Linked DNA regions of Sminthopsis crassicaudata: region 2 is linked to region 1. A link is a contact called in public Hi-C data. All regions are on one chromosome and are shown on one strand. Each heading gives the region's core, a stretch centred on a gene start, on an enhancer-like site or on the middle of the called end of the contact. The rest is flanking DNA. Distances are from core to core; before and after follow the strand shown.

The links. Hi-C and Micro-C count contacts between places; a contact is called where the count stands out from the background.
Region 2: a contact with region 1 is called in a Hi-C map of fibroblasts, with 8 times the contacts expected there. The contact joins the promoter of GLG1 here to the promoter of PDPR in region 1. A contact is called at or near these places in 2 of 2 Hi-C or Micro-C datasets (fibroblasts and hippocampus).

What each region holds. Positions count from the first base shown.
Region 1 is chr2:41,886,978-41,893,654 of ASM4859323v1, forward strand. PDPR (pyruvate dehydrogenase phosphatase regulatory subunit) reads right to left here and starts at 5,103. Exons shown (of 18, transcript XM_074285987.1): 1 at 4,901-5,103; 2 at 851-1,153. The coding sequence starts at 1,083. LOC141554258 reads right to left here. Exons shown (of 3, transcript XM_074285989.1): 3 at 5,174-6,115. The coding sequence ends at 5,352.
Region 2 is chr2:42,051,476-42,057,364 of ASM4859323v1, forward strand. GLG1 (golgi glycoprotein 1) reads right to left here and starts at 4,614. Exons shown (of 26, transcript XM_074285990.1): 1 at 4,149-4,614. The coding sequence starts at 4,583.

The DNA.
Region 1 (6,677 bases), core at 3,853-6,352:
AAAAAAAACAAACAAACAAACAAACAAAAAAAACATATATGGATTATTTACCATCTAGTGAAGGGAGTGGGGGAAAGGGAAGGAAAAAAATTGAAATGCAAGGTTTTGCAAGGGTGAATGTTGAAAATTATCTATGCATGTTTTTTAAATAAAAAGCTTATTTTTAGCTATCCAACATAAAATGAAACTCTTTAGATTGACTCATTATAAGTGATTTAGATCAATTTTAATAAACTTGTAATGAAGAAAGCCATCTGCATCCAGAGAGAGGATTTTGGGGACTAAATGAAAATACTATGTTATGATACATACCTTAAAAAAAAAAAGAAAAAGAAAAAGTTTAACTAATTAAAAAAAGAACTGTATTCCATTTCATTCATATACCACAACTTATTTCATCCATTCCCCAACTGATGGGCATCCACTCATTTTCCAATTCTTTGCCACCACAAAAAGAGCTCATTTTTGCACATGTGGGTCCTTTTCCTCTTTTTTACAATCTCACTGGAATAGAGAGCCTATAGTGGCACAGCTGGGTCAAAGGGTATTGCAAATTCATTATTACAAGCACTTAGAAAATATTCCAAATTGAAGAGAAATCACTTGTTTTCTAAACATTTGTGTCAAGTGTCTGGTGGAACATATTCTTTCTTCAAAAACTAGAAAAGCACATAAATTATTAGATGGCCAACTGCAAGCAATTTACACACTTTAGTTTAATGGCACAGGGAAAATCAAAGTTGTTACTGGAACCAAAAAAAGATATACCAACACAAAGGCCTTAGGAAGTAGGAAATACCAACCACTTAGTACAGTACAGCAGTCAAGTGTTATGCAATGTTGTTCTTACCTGCCCTGTTCCAACAAGAGAATATCCTTCCATCCCAACTTGGAAAGATGATAGGCTACAGATGTGCCCATAATTCCACCACCACAGATGACTACCTGAGCCTGGGTGGGGAGTGGGACAGAAGGTTGAGACTCTGTAACAGAAGTAATGTTGTGCCTTGACTGGGACCTGTTCGGCCATCTTTGACTGGCTCTCCGCCATTGGATATCACATAGCAACCGGAAAAACATCATGGCTTCTGTTTGCCAGTTTTCAAGAAATGTGATTTTCACTCTCCCAAGAAGAAGGCAGTAAGAATTCAACCTAGAGAAGGAAAAACAGGTCATATTTAATTCAAGTGTATAGGGATGATCAGAAATACTTGTAATAAAGTATCTATTACATATATTACATTTTGTTAAGAGATTTAAGACTTCCCACACCTTTAAAATAGGGATACTACTTAAATACTGTACCCCTCATAGAGCTGAAGTGAGAAAAGTACTTGACAAATTTCTATATAAAATTAAGTTGTAATAATACTATATGAGGATCAATTCGGATGGAAGTGGCTATCTTCAGCAGTGAGAGGATCCAATTGAGTTCCAACTTATCACTGATCAGTGACGAACAGAATCAGCTACACCCAATGAAAGAACACTGGGGAAGTGAGTGTGGACTGCTTGCATTTTTGTTTTTCTTCCCAGGTTATTTTTACCTTTCTAAATCTGATTTTTCTTGTGCAACAAGAGAACTGTATAAATATGTACACATATATTGTATTTAAGATATACTTTAACATGTTTAACATGTATGAGACTGCCTGCCATCTAGGGGAGAAGGTGGAGGGAAGAAAGAAAAAATTGGAACAGAAGTGTTTACAAGGGTCAATGTTGAAAAATTACCCATGCAAATGCTGTCAATAAAAAGCTATAATAAAAAAAAAAAAAAAAAAAAATGGAAGCTGTTATACACAGCCATTGCCCTCTAGGGGAAATAGGTGTTAGGTGCTTTAAACAGACAAAATTTACCTCTATGGAACCACAGAAAGCTGTAATAGACTATGCAATGCACTAAATTGCACAATACAAGTAACTTCAAGAAGAGAACCAAAAATACAACAAACAGATCAAGATCAATATGGACTAAAGAAATCAGACCTCAACAGAAGTGGGACTTAACGCTGAACACTAAAAAGAGAAAGCACATAGAAAAGGCACTTCCAAAATGCTTGTTGCTGAACTTGGACTGGGGAAGCCCTGGATAAGGCATCTCTGATCCTCAGTTGTTTGCACATGGAGTGGGGAGAGGGGCCACTGCTGGATATAAGTTGGGCAGTCAGGGTTTCCTCAGCAGAGACGCTGCAGTGGTCTGCATCTCCAGCTCATTCTACAGATAAGTAAACTGGCTACAGAGGCTGGCCCAGAGTCACCCACCAGCAAGCACCAGCAAAAGTCAGAATGAAAATGCAGAGGAAAAAAACTGTGTAGAAAGAATCCCCAGGAAACAAACTCCCTTGAGCCGAAAGAGTCAGAGATGAGGCCATATCTCAGAGCCAGCCAGAGCCGTCAGCTGAACAGGTTACTCTAGGCTGCGAGCTTTAAGGGGACAACAGACAGTGCTTGGAGGTGTAGAATCATCACCATGGGCCACTTGTGGGAGACGATTTGTGGAAGAGATCATAAAGAAAAAAAAACAGGAACTGAGTCTCCAAATATGCCACCAGGAAGAAGGAAGAGAAGCAAAGGAACCAAGAAATCTTAAAGGAAAAAAGTAAAGAAAACCAAGATAAAAATCATTTGAGAATAAACAGGCTGCAATAATCTCTGCCGGCAAAAGGGTGCTGGTGAACAGGTGTCCAAAGTCCTGAAGATGGGGCGCCTTCTCCAGAACATCAAGGTAAGGTTACTAAAAATCGAGGAGTCCAAGAAAACAGGCCCTGCCCCAAAGCAGAGGGAAGAGAGCGAGGAAGAAGATGTCAGAAGATGGTGAGGGGAGCATCAGAAGAAAGGAAAGAAGGCACCACCAAGCAAGCAAGCCCCCTGGCCACACTTGCCTAGTAAGGAAGTCCGAGCTCCAGCAGGGACAGCAGCTCCCCCGTCAAGAAAGCAGCCCAAGCCCTGACAACATAATTGTCACAAAAGGTGTTCCAACTAAAATGTAGCCAAAAAAAAAAAAAGACAATGCCAAGATTGAACAGAAGAAGATGGGGCAAAGACTCTGAAGCCGCCAAAGTGATGAAAAGATGGGCAAGCGCAGCCAGACAAGGCTAAAGAGGAGGCCGTGGAGGACGAAGCTGCCTGAGGAAGAAGCGCGGAGATGAGCACAAAACTGAGGAGTCACATCTGCCAAAGAAGCAGCTGCAGAGCAAAAAGGAAATTGAGAAAGAGTGAAACTCCCAAGCCAAGGAAAAAACCTAGAGGCTTTTAATCTCTTTGTCAGAATTCAGGTTTTCACCAAAAGTTCTTCTGAACTAAAAACGGACACCACTGACTCTTCCGCAAAGCCCGATCACTGTAGACGGGGATGCCAAGCTGTCACATCCGGCAATTTTGTGATAAGGAAGCTGAATGTGATGACAGCTGGGAAAAAGCTGTTGGCAGCAACCTGAAAATCCTTGACTGAAATTAAATAGGAAAAAGCAAAATAAATTAAAAAGATATCATGCAAAGAACCTGTTTTACACAATTATGCAGGAGAAACTAAAGGAATGTTTGAAGAAGCTTTTGAATTCAATCGGTCTCAAAGATGGGAACGACTTACATTGAATTTGTGACAGAAGCCCAAGTGCCCAAAGTTCTGGAAGAGACACATCCGCCCCCTCCCCCATATATACAGGAGCAGAGACTGAAGATTAGGCCATTCTTCTGAAGTAAAATATAAAGGTCAAAGACCTTCAACGCAAAGAAGAATTCCGGGAGCGAGAACAAGCCAGAAGAAAAGCAAAGACATTTATACTGAATAATTCGCCCACAGTGCCGCTGGAAAAAGTCTCCATTCAACGGCACGTCCAAAATAAGCCAGGCGGACTGTGGAACGACCGTCGGCTGCAGCTGCAAACGCAGCCGCGAATTTGTGATAGAAAAGGGAAACTGAACACAATCAGACCGGAATTAAAAGGAAAGAAAGCAGAGCGTGTCCAGCGGGATTCTATTTGTCTAAGTCCGGCGTCCTAAATGATATTTCAAGGGAAAGAGCCCGATGGTTTGGACTAGACAGATGTTCCATAGAAACTTTCTGAAGAGATGGCCACAGAGGGAAGAGTTGACCGTATATGAGTTAAATATATGAGTTGTCATAACGCTGTAGGAAATGTACAAAACCCAGTTCCCCTTTTAACTTTCTTGTAGTAGTTTTTAATATCCATTTTTAACTTTTTTTTTTTTTGAGATTTTTTTTTTTTTTTTTTGCTTCAACAGTCCGTCTTGGGACTATTTAAAATTGCCTAAACTGAAAGCAAACAACCAAAAATCCAATCCACAAGCTGTTTAAGTACCGGACGTAAAGGAAAAGGGGAACAAGTGGTCCAGAACCGCGTATTCTATCAGCGCTCCCAGGACTTCGCGGCCCACCTCGACGAGGACAAACCAGGAACTTTTCCGATCTGGAGATCTAGAAGTCCGAGGGCTACAACAATGGGGGGGCTTCCCCGCCTCCAAACAATGGCTTATTCCAAGTTCCCACAGGCAGCCCCGAGGCCTCGGGGGAGGGTCCGGTTAGGAAGAGCGTCGTAAACCCCAGTGCTGGCCAAGGAGGGGGCGCCGGAGCTCGGATCCAGAGCTGGGGGAGGAGGGCCCCGCTGCAGGCACAGGAGTTATTCCGCGGGCCCGGACCAGCCGAAGCTGAGTCTCTAAGGACGCTAACAGGTAACAGCGGCCCCGCCAACGCGGAGGCAGGGGGTGGGGTGAGAGGGGAACCCGACCTCCAGCCCGCGGGGGTGGGGGGAACTTAATCTCGAGCCGGCGGCGAGGGCGGGGCCGGGGCAAGGGCGCGGGGCGGGGCCGTTGAGGGCGCGCGGGGGCCGGGAGCCCAAAAGAGGAGACGGAAGGAGGCTCGCGGGCCCCACCTTACCTCACGGCCCCGCCGCGGGCTCCGCGCCTTGGGACTCCCCGCCAGGGGGCGAGCAGCTGGCGGCGGCGAAAGGGCTCCGAGAGACAGCTCCGTTTCGGGGGTGAGGGGTGGAAAGGGGGCGCGCGAAGAGAGGACGAGCCGAGGACGAGGAGCCCGAGCTCCCGACCTTTCGCGCTTTACGGCCCCTTCTGCAAGGGTACGGCGGCGGCCGTCCCGTGCGCGTGCCGTCACGCCGCCGGCCCCGCCCAGCCTCACCACGTGGTATTGTTTGGGTTCCGGAGCGGGCCCCACGTGCGGAGCCGCCGGACCTGTTTTCCTCTTCCCTCAGCAACCTTGCAGACCCGAAGTCTTCAGCGGCCCCGCTTTTTGAGTTGAGCCATTAGCGTTTGAACACGTCTCTTCTTAAAAATCACGACAAACTTTATTGATAAAAATGTTTTTTAAAATACCGTTACATGTTTAATGCGGGGTCACAACACCCAGTACAATGCGGGTATGTCGGCGCCGGCCCAGAATTAGGCGGGCACCCGTGGTCGAGGGCAGGCGCCGGCCCAGAATTAGGCGGGCACCCGTGCTCGAGGGCAGGCGCCGGCCCAGAATTAGGCGGGTACCCGTGCTCGAGGGCAGGCGCCGGCCCAGAATTAGGCGGGCACCCCTGCCTCAGTGCAGGCGCAGTCCCAGGAGTAAGCGGGCATCCATGCCTCGGTGCAAGTGCAGGCAAAAGCTGGCCCAGGCCCCTAGGGGCAAGCTGAGATGCAGACCGGTGCCCACCCCTTGGAGCAGGCGCAGACGGAGACGGGCCCCAGCCTCTCCGCACAGGCGCGGACGGATGCAAGCCCCACCTGTGGGTGGCGGCTGAGGCGGTGGCAGCGGCCACGGCCATCTGATTTCTCCGCCAGAGATCCAAGGACCGGCTCACCACGTGACTCTGTAGCAGTTTGCTGCCTTCTTGTAGCTGCACGCCGTTCATGACGTAGAAAGCTTCCCGCGTCCAGAGGTTGCACTGGCGCTCTATCGCCAGCAGCCTGTCCCAATTTAGGCCTTCTGGGGCCCGCTGCAGCAATAGAAGTTGCACCGCCGTCTTGAGGTCTGCGCTGCATTGGAAAGCGGCCGCCAGGAGCCGCGGGAAGCCCGTGCCGCTCTCCATTCGGATGCAGCTCAGCACCATGGGCGGGAGGTTGCTCAGGACCCTCTGGGCGGCGCGCTCCTCCTGGGCTGCGGAAACAAGGGAATGGGGGGATGGGTGAGGAGCGGCGTCCTAACCCCGCGGCGAGCAGGGCGTCATTAAGCAGCCGGCGGCTTACGGGGCCCAAGGAACACCCCCCTACCCTGGCTCCTGCCCTCAGGCACTGCCATAAGGGCACTCCCGTAATGACCGACGGCCAAATATAATTGGTAGCCCCTGTATGCATTTTAATTTATGCCAGTAAAAACAATCAGAAGACATTATCTTTACTGCCAAATGGGGATCCCGAGGCTCAAAAAAAAAAGTGAAAACCCTCCTCCGCACTCGATCCCCCATCCGGGAGCTAATCGTGGACGTGCCCCTCTCGGCTCCCATCCTCAGACCTCAATCACGAAGGACACTTTCAATTATCTGTCAGTGAATCTTATCCCGCCGCTCATCCCCTGGGAAGGCCGACTCCGGTATTACAGCTTCCCACTGATATTTACAACAGTTTAAGATGTATGAAATGGAATTCATTTTTATTCCTCCAACCTTTCCCCTTTAAAAAAAACACAACTAAACTGAGCACCTCTTTCCGGCTTAAGTAGC
Region 2 (5,889 bases), core at 3,364-5,863, 160 kb after region 1:
AAAACCCTGCCCCACTCCCGCCCCTGCACCAGCCTGCCTCTCTGGTCTCAGTGGGTCTGTAAAATGGCTGTTACTTGTGCTATCTCATAACCTTAAAGTTCTATATAAAGGTGAATTGTAATCATCATAACTCAATGAATACTCTCTCAGACAATGGGCTGCAGAGGCCCTGAACCTCACCATCTACTATTGGCACAGAGAATTAACTAAAGGCCCCAGGAAAGTTAGAACAAAGGCACCACATTTGGAGCCAGTCAGAATTTCCCAGAGAAGGGAAACACAAAATACAACATAAATAATGTTAATTTGAGGTTTTCTAAGAACTGAAGAGATTCTGCTTTTTACTTTTTTACACAAAAAACCCAGAGAATCAGGTACTACTATCAGCTCTATTTTTACAAATGAGGAAGCTGAAGCACAGATTAAATGACCTGTCAAAGATAACAGAGTTAGTTATCGTGAGGCAAAATCTGAATTCAGGTCTTGCGGACTCCAGATCTGGTGCTCCCCTAGCCTCTTCGAAGGAAGGTCGAAATCTCCCTTACCCTTCATATGGAGTAGGGGGAAATTTGTACTTTGTTCTCTATGATTATGTTTTAAAGAAGTCTTCACTTTCCAAGACTACTAATCAGTCATCACTACCATCATTTCCTTGATTGACCTTTGGTGGATTAAACAGTTTTAAAAATATTAATCTGAGAAAATCTTTAAGAGTCCGACTTAACACACTTTCAAAACTTTCAAAATGGAAGCTAAAAAAAAAGTCATAAACTAAACACCTCATATCGAATATTAAGCAAAACTTCATACTGTTCAACTACAGATGTCAAATGTCACTAGTATACCCAATTGCACAGGCAGATTTAAATTAACCTCAGGAAAGCACAGAATTTACTTCATTAGCATTAATCATTCCCTTTAAGAACTTATAATGTAAATTACAACATAAATCTTAATACCTGACTGGGGGGGGAGGGGAACAGACTAAAAGCCTGATTAAATGTAAGACTTAATCAGACACCTCAACAGAATGCTTATAACCAAAAGAAAGCAGTTAGAATTCTTCACATTTATTATTCCATGGATTCAGCCCCTTTTTTCGTAATCCTCATAAGAATGCGCGCGCGCACGCACACACACGGGCAGCTAAGTGGTGCAGTGATAGGGCACAGCCCTGAAGTCAGGAGGACCCCAGTTCAAATTTGTGTGACCCTGGACAAGTCACTTAACCCCAACTGCCTCAGCAACAAAAAAAGAAAAAAGAATTCACACAAACTTCCTTTAGATTTAAGTGAAAAGAATAAAAAAGATTCTGAGCTTTTTTGCCAAATGTTCCTATTCACAAAAAAACTCTCTCCATTCCACTGTTAATTATTTCACATTACACCTAAAGTACATTTCCTTAACTATGTTGCTATCTTTCAAATGTATCCATCAGAGCTGATAAATTCCAGTCACATGAAATAAGATTCCATGTTGAAGACACTAAAAGAAAACAGAAAGCAGGTTGTTCATGTTTTTTAAACTACAGCAACTTCAATTTAGAAGACATCTATCTCCACACTATTTCATGGATTCTCATTAGTCAATCAACAGCATTTACTAAGTATCTTCTATGTATAAAGAACTGTTCAAGACAGTCCAGTGAATTATAAATGAACGCCTTATCATCAAGGCTTCCTTTGAACAATTTATATCATCCTTGTAAGGGGAACAATATGAAGTCATCTCCAGCCCTTTTGTGTCCTGGTACCAAATGAGCTAATAACCTAGCAGGGACTAGATTCCTGGCCTGGGATACTTTCCATTTAATAAAGCAGGATTTCATCTACTATGACTATTGAACAGATCCTGTAATTAGTCCCATATAAATAGCCTGCCCTCCACTGGCATGGCTAAAGGGGATTATAATAGAGACTGCTGGGTTTTAAACATTCCTACTGCATTTCATGTAAAGGAACATATAGAGTGCCAGCCTGGGAGGCCCCAAACTTCAGTTCTAACACTCCCCTCTCCCGGTCAGCAGCGGGATCACCAAGACCTCACACAATTCTCAAAGAGTATAAAAGTTATAAACCGATCGCAATTTGCTTTAGTGGAGGAAGTTCACACACTAACAAAACCACAGGTCTTTTAGCACATCCAGGGTGGGGAGGAAAAGGAAGGCAGAAAGGGTCTGCTTCCCTATCAGCATACACATATAAAATCCTTTGATTCTGCTTAACAACGGAAGCAAATGACACCATTAATAGATATGGAAATCACTGAAGGAAGATCAGTTTGAGGAAAATCATCTACACACCTAATTATGGAGGGGGGGGGTGAAATCAAAGAATCCTAAGAGAATACACCAGAGGATCAACAAAAATCCAAAGCACATTTAATTGTTTCTACTAGTCTCCAAACCTCTGAAGCTGCTATAGTTAAAAATCTCACTCACTACCTACTCTAACAAAAACAATTCATGAAAAGTAAAAGGGGGGGAAATCACAACAATTGCCAGTTAGGAAGAGCAAATGAAAATATACATAATGTATTCTATAAACAAGAAAGCGTTATTCATATATAAGCTTTTCTCATTTTTACAAAATTCTAAACTTAAATTGCTGGAGAAAGACCAAATTTATCTAGGAATAAATCTCCTAATCTCTAAAACTATTGTCTTCCTAAGTAAAAAATTGTTATCTTGTTGATTTCGTTTGTGTGGGAATCCTCACCTCCCAAAAAAGGGAAACTCCCTAACTAAAGAAGGTCATCAACTGATCACAACTCAGAGCAGAGCCCGTGGCCCGAGGCAGAGAGCAGTCAATGACTAGCTGGTTTTCCAGATTCCAAGCTCGTCAGTAATCGGTTACACTCAGCAGCTTCCCACAACCAGATAACACTTTGAAAATGGTCCTTAGCCTAAAGGGCCGAGTAGAGGAGGAAATTAAACACCTCCAATTATGCAGGATGCTTTCTCTCAACTACAGATCAGCTGCTCCAACAAACTAATATCCCCGTTAGCTTAGCCTCCCGTAGCCAATAATTAAACAGTCCACCATGCATCTCTATGTCCGCATCATGACCTCGGCAGAAAAGAGAAAAATGCCCAGTATGGACCAATTTATTAATTTAATTTAATAATATCAACAATTTTCTGACTATCCATCATGAAGTTACCAACAGAGAACTAAAACTAAATTTGGAAGCAGGAAAACAGGCATCCCACGATTTATAACCTCGAAGCCCCAGTTCTGTTTCATTTTCAGCAGCAGCACCAACCTCTCATGCTTCTGGGCTGCATCCTCACAGACCTAGAAAAGGATAGTTAAGAGACTGTAGGGCTGAATAATAGCCGAGACAAGTCTTCCCCTCTTGCCTTAACTGCTCGCTATGAGATTTCTGGCAAAGGTCTCTCTCCGCTGCCGGCCTCAGTCTCCCCACATGTAAAACTAGGATAACAACAGCAACAAGGGCCCCTCACCGCTGCCGGCCTCAGTCTCCCCACCAGTAAAAGCCTGGATAATCACAGCATCCCGGGCAAGGGCCCCTCACCGCTGCGGGCCTAGGTTTCCAGAGCAGTAAAAGCTCACTGCACACCTACGCCTCCCCTCGGAGGTAGGGGCCAGGGAAAGAAGACAGGGGAGAGAAGAAGGCGGTCCACGTGCACACTAAAGCGCTTCACAAATCCGAGGGTCCTGAGCGCGGCTCCAACTCTAATCGTCGCCGGGTGTCCCGGGGCCCTAGCCCACCCCTGGCGCTGCAGGGGACCGGGCTCCCAAGAGGAAGCGCTCGCCCGGCGGAGGAGCCTCCCCCACCAACAAAGTAGCGGCTTCTTGGGCTTTAAAGGGACTTCCTCGAGCTGTCAGTGGGGGAAGGGGAGGGGAGGAAATTGACAAGCCCCGAGGCGCGCGCCCCGCGAGCCGCTCCGAGCGCGCCTGCGGGCACACAAAAGGCCGGAGGGAAGGGACCGGACTCGGCCAGGTTCCGCCGGCCAGCCGCCCGTCGGACACCGCCCCCTCCCCCAGCACCGAGCCCGAGCCGGGGCCTCGGGAAGGAGGGAGCGCGCGCGGGCGCCGGCCCCCGGCGCCGGGCGGGATGGCCTGGGGCTCGCCTGGGCCTGTCCCCGGCCCGGCCCGTGCCTCCGCGTCTTCCCGCGGACTCACCTCCCGCACATCCTGCAGACACTCCAGCACGGCCAGGTTGTTGCTCCAAGTGTGCTTGGGGCACACCCGGGTCACGTCTTCCCGACACGTCTCCTCCTCCGCCAGCTTCCAGCCGCCGCTGGGCCCCGCGCCGCCCCGCCGGGCCGGGCCGGCTCCAGCCGGGAAGGGCTGCGGCGGCGGCTGCTGCTGCTGCTGCTGAGGCTGCTGAGGCTGCTGCTGCGGCGCCTGCGGCTGCGGCTGCTGCTGAGGCGGCTGCTGGGCGTGCGCCTGAGCCGGCGGCTCCGCGCCCTCGCCGAAGCCCTTGAAGCCCAGCCCCAGAGGCTGGTGGAGGGCTCCCAGGTTCTGGGACTTCTGGGCCCGCACCGCCACGAGTAGAAGCAGCGGCAGAGCCGCGGACAAGGGGAACATCCTCCGTACACGTCCACACGCCGCCATCTTGGGTCCGCGGCAGCCTCGACGTACCCGGCGCCGCCACGTATTTAAATGAGGGGCGGGGCCACGGGGGCGAGCGCCGCCGTCGCCCCCGGCGAATGGGGAGCGGCCTAGCGGCGCAGGAGAAAGGTTACGGGGAGAAAGGGTAATGCCACATTCAAGATGGCGGCGCCTAAAGCGAACCTGGAGAAGACCGTGGTCCTCTTAAGTTACTTTTTGGTAAACTGAGGAAAGGAAGCAGCGAGGGAGAATGCCGAGTCGAAGTTGTGGGTGATTCTCTGACTGCTGTTACTTGGTGCCTCTCCCAAGATGGCTGCCACATCGCACAGCTGCTGGAGGCAACATGAAAAAACAACAACTTTATGTGTACAGCGATTTCCCTGACAATCCAGTTCCTCCTGCCCCGGGAGGGGGGGTGTGCGAGAGCCTCCCGGAATTCTCCCGCAAGTTCCTCGCCACCTGCTCCCAGTGTATTTCGTGGAACCCGAGGGCTCCCGGGCTCTAGGCGTCTTATAATTGGCATGTGGATTATGATCCTGCTGCTAAAATTTAACAACCGGCAATTTGAGGGGGAGGAGAGATGCATACACGACTCACTTTTGTTCTATTATTTTTTATTCAAGTTTATTCCGCTTCACTTACATTTTCTCCATCACTAAAGTCTAAACAGTGAACAAAAGTCAAACCCCGATTTGTAGCGTTGGGTAAAAATGCTCACACTGAACATTTAACCATCAGACCTTGTCCTGCACGCCCCTAAATCCGATCGTAAAATAGCTGGCATTTGGAGCTCCTTAAGATACCCAACTCTACAAATACCTCATTTGTCCTCGCATCAATCCTGGGGGCAGCTTCTATTATTCTCATTTCCGGGCGAGGACGTAGGGGCACAGAATAATGGAGTGACCTGCCTGGCGAGCATCTGAGAAAGACTTGGAACCCGAGATTTCCCGATTCCAAGCCCGGCTTTGTCTGCTGCCAGTGACAGAAAATGTCTTTCGGACTTTAGTCTGTGCTCCCCTGGCAGGGCCCGGAGAGGAAAGGAACCGGCACCACTCGGTTTCGGATTTCCCAGAGTTCTGGTCAGAGTGAGCCCAAGGCATGGGGTAGGGGTGGCTTTCAGTTGGCTACTCCCTCTCTCTGGGCGGGTAGAACAGGAGCCAGAACCTAGAAGTGTCTGCCCCGGCCCAATCCCCCAAGAAAAAATTTAAAAGGAAAGAAAGTAAAATGTATAAAGTGTTTGGAACGCTTCTGGACAAGTTTTTTCCATTTTAAAAAAAAAGTTATTTAAAATTTATAAATTCAAGAC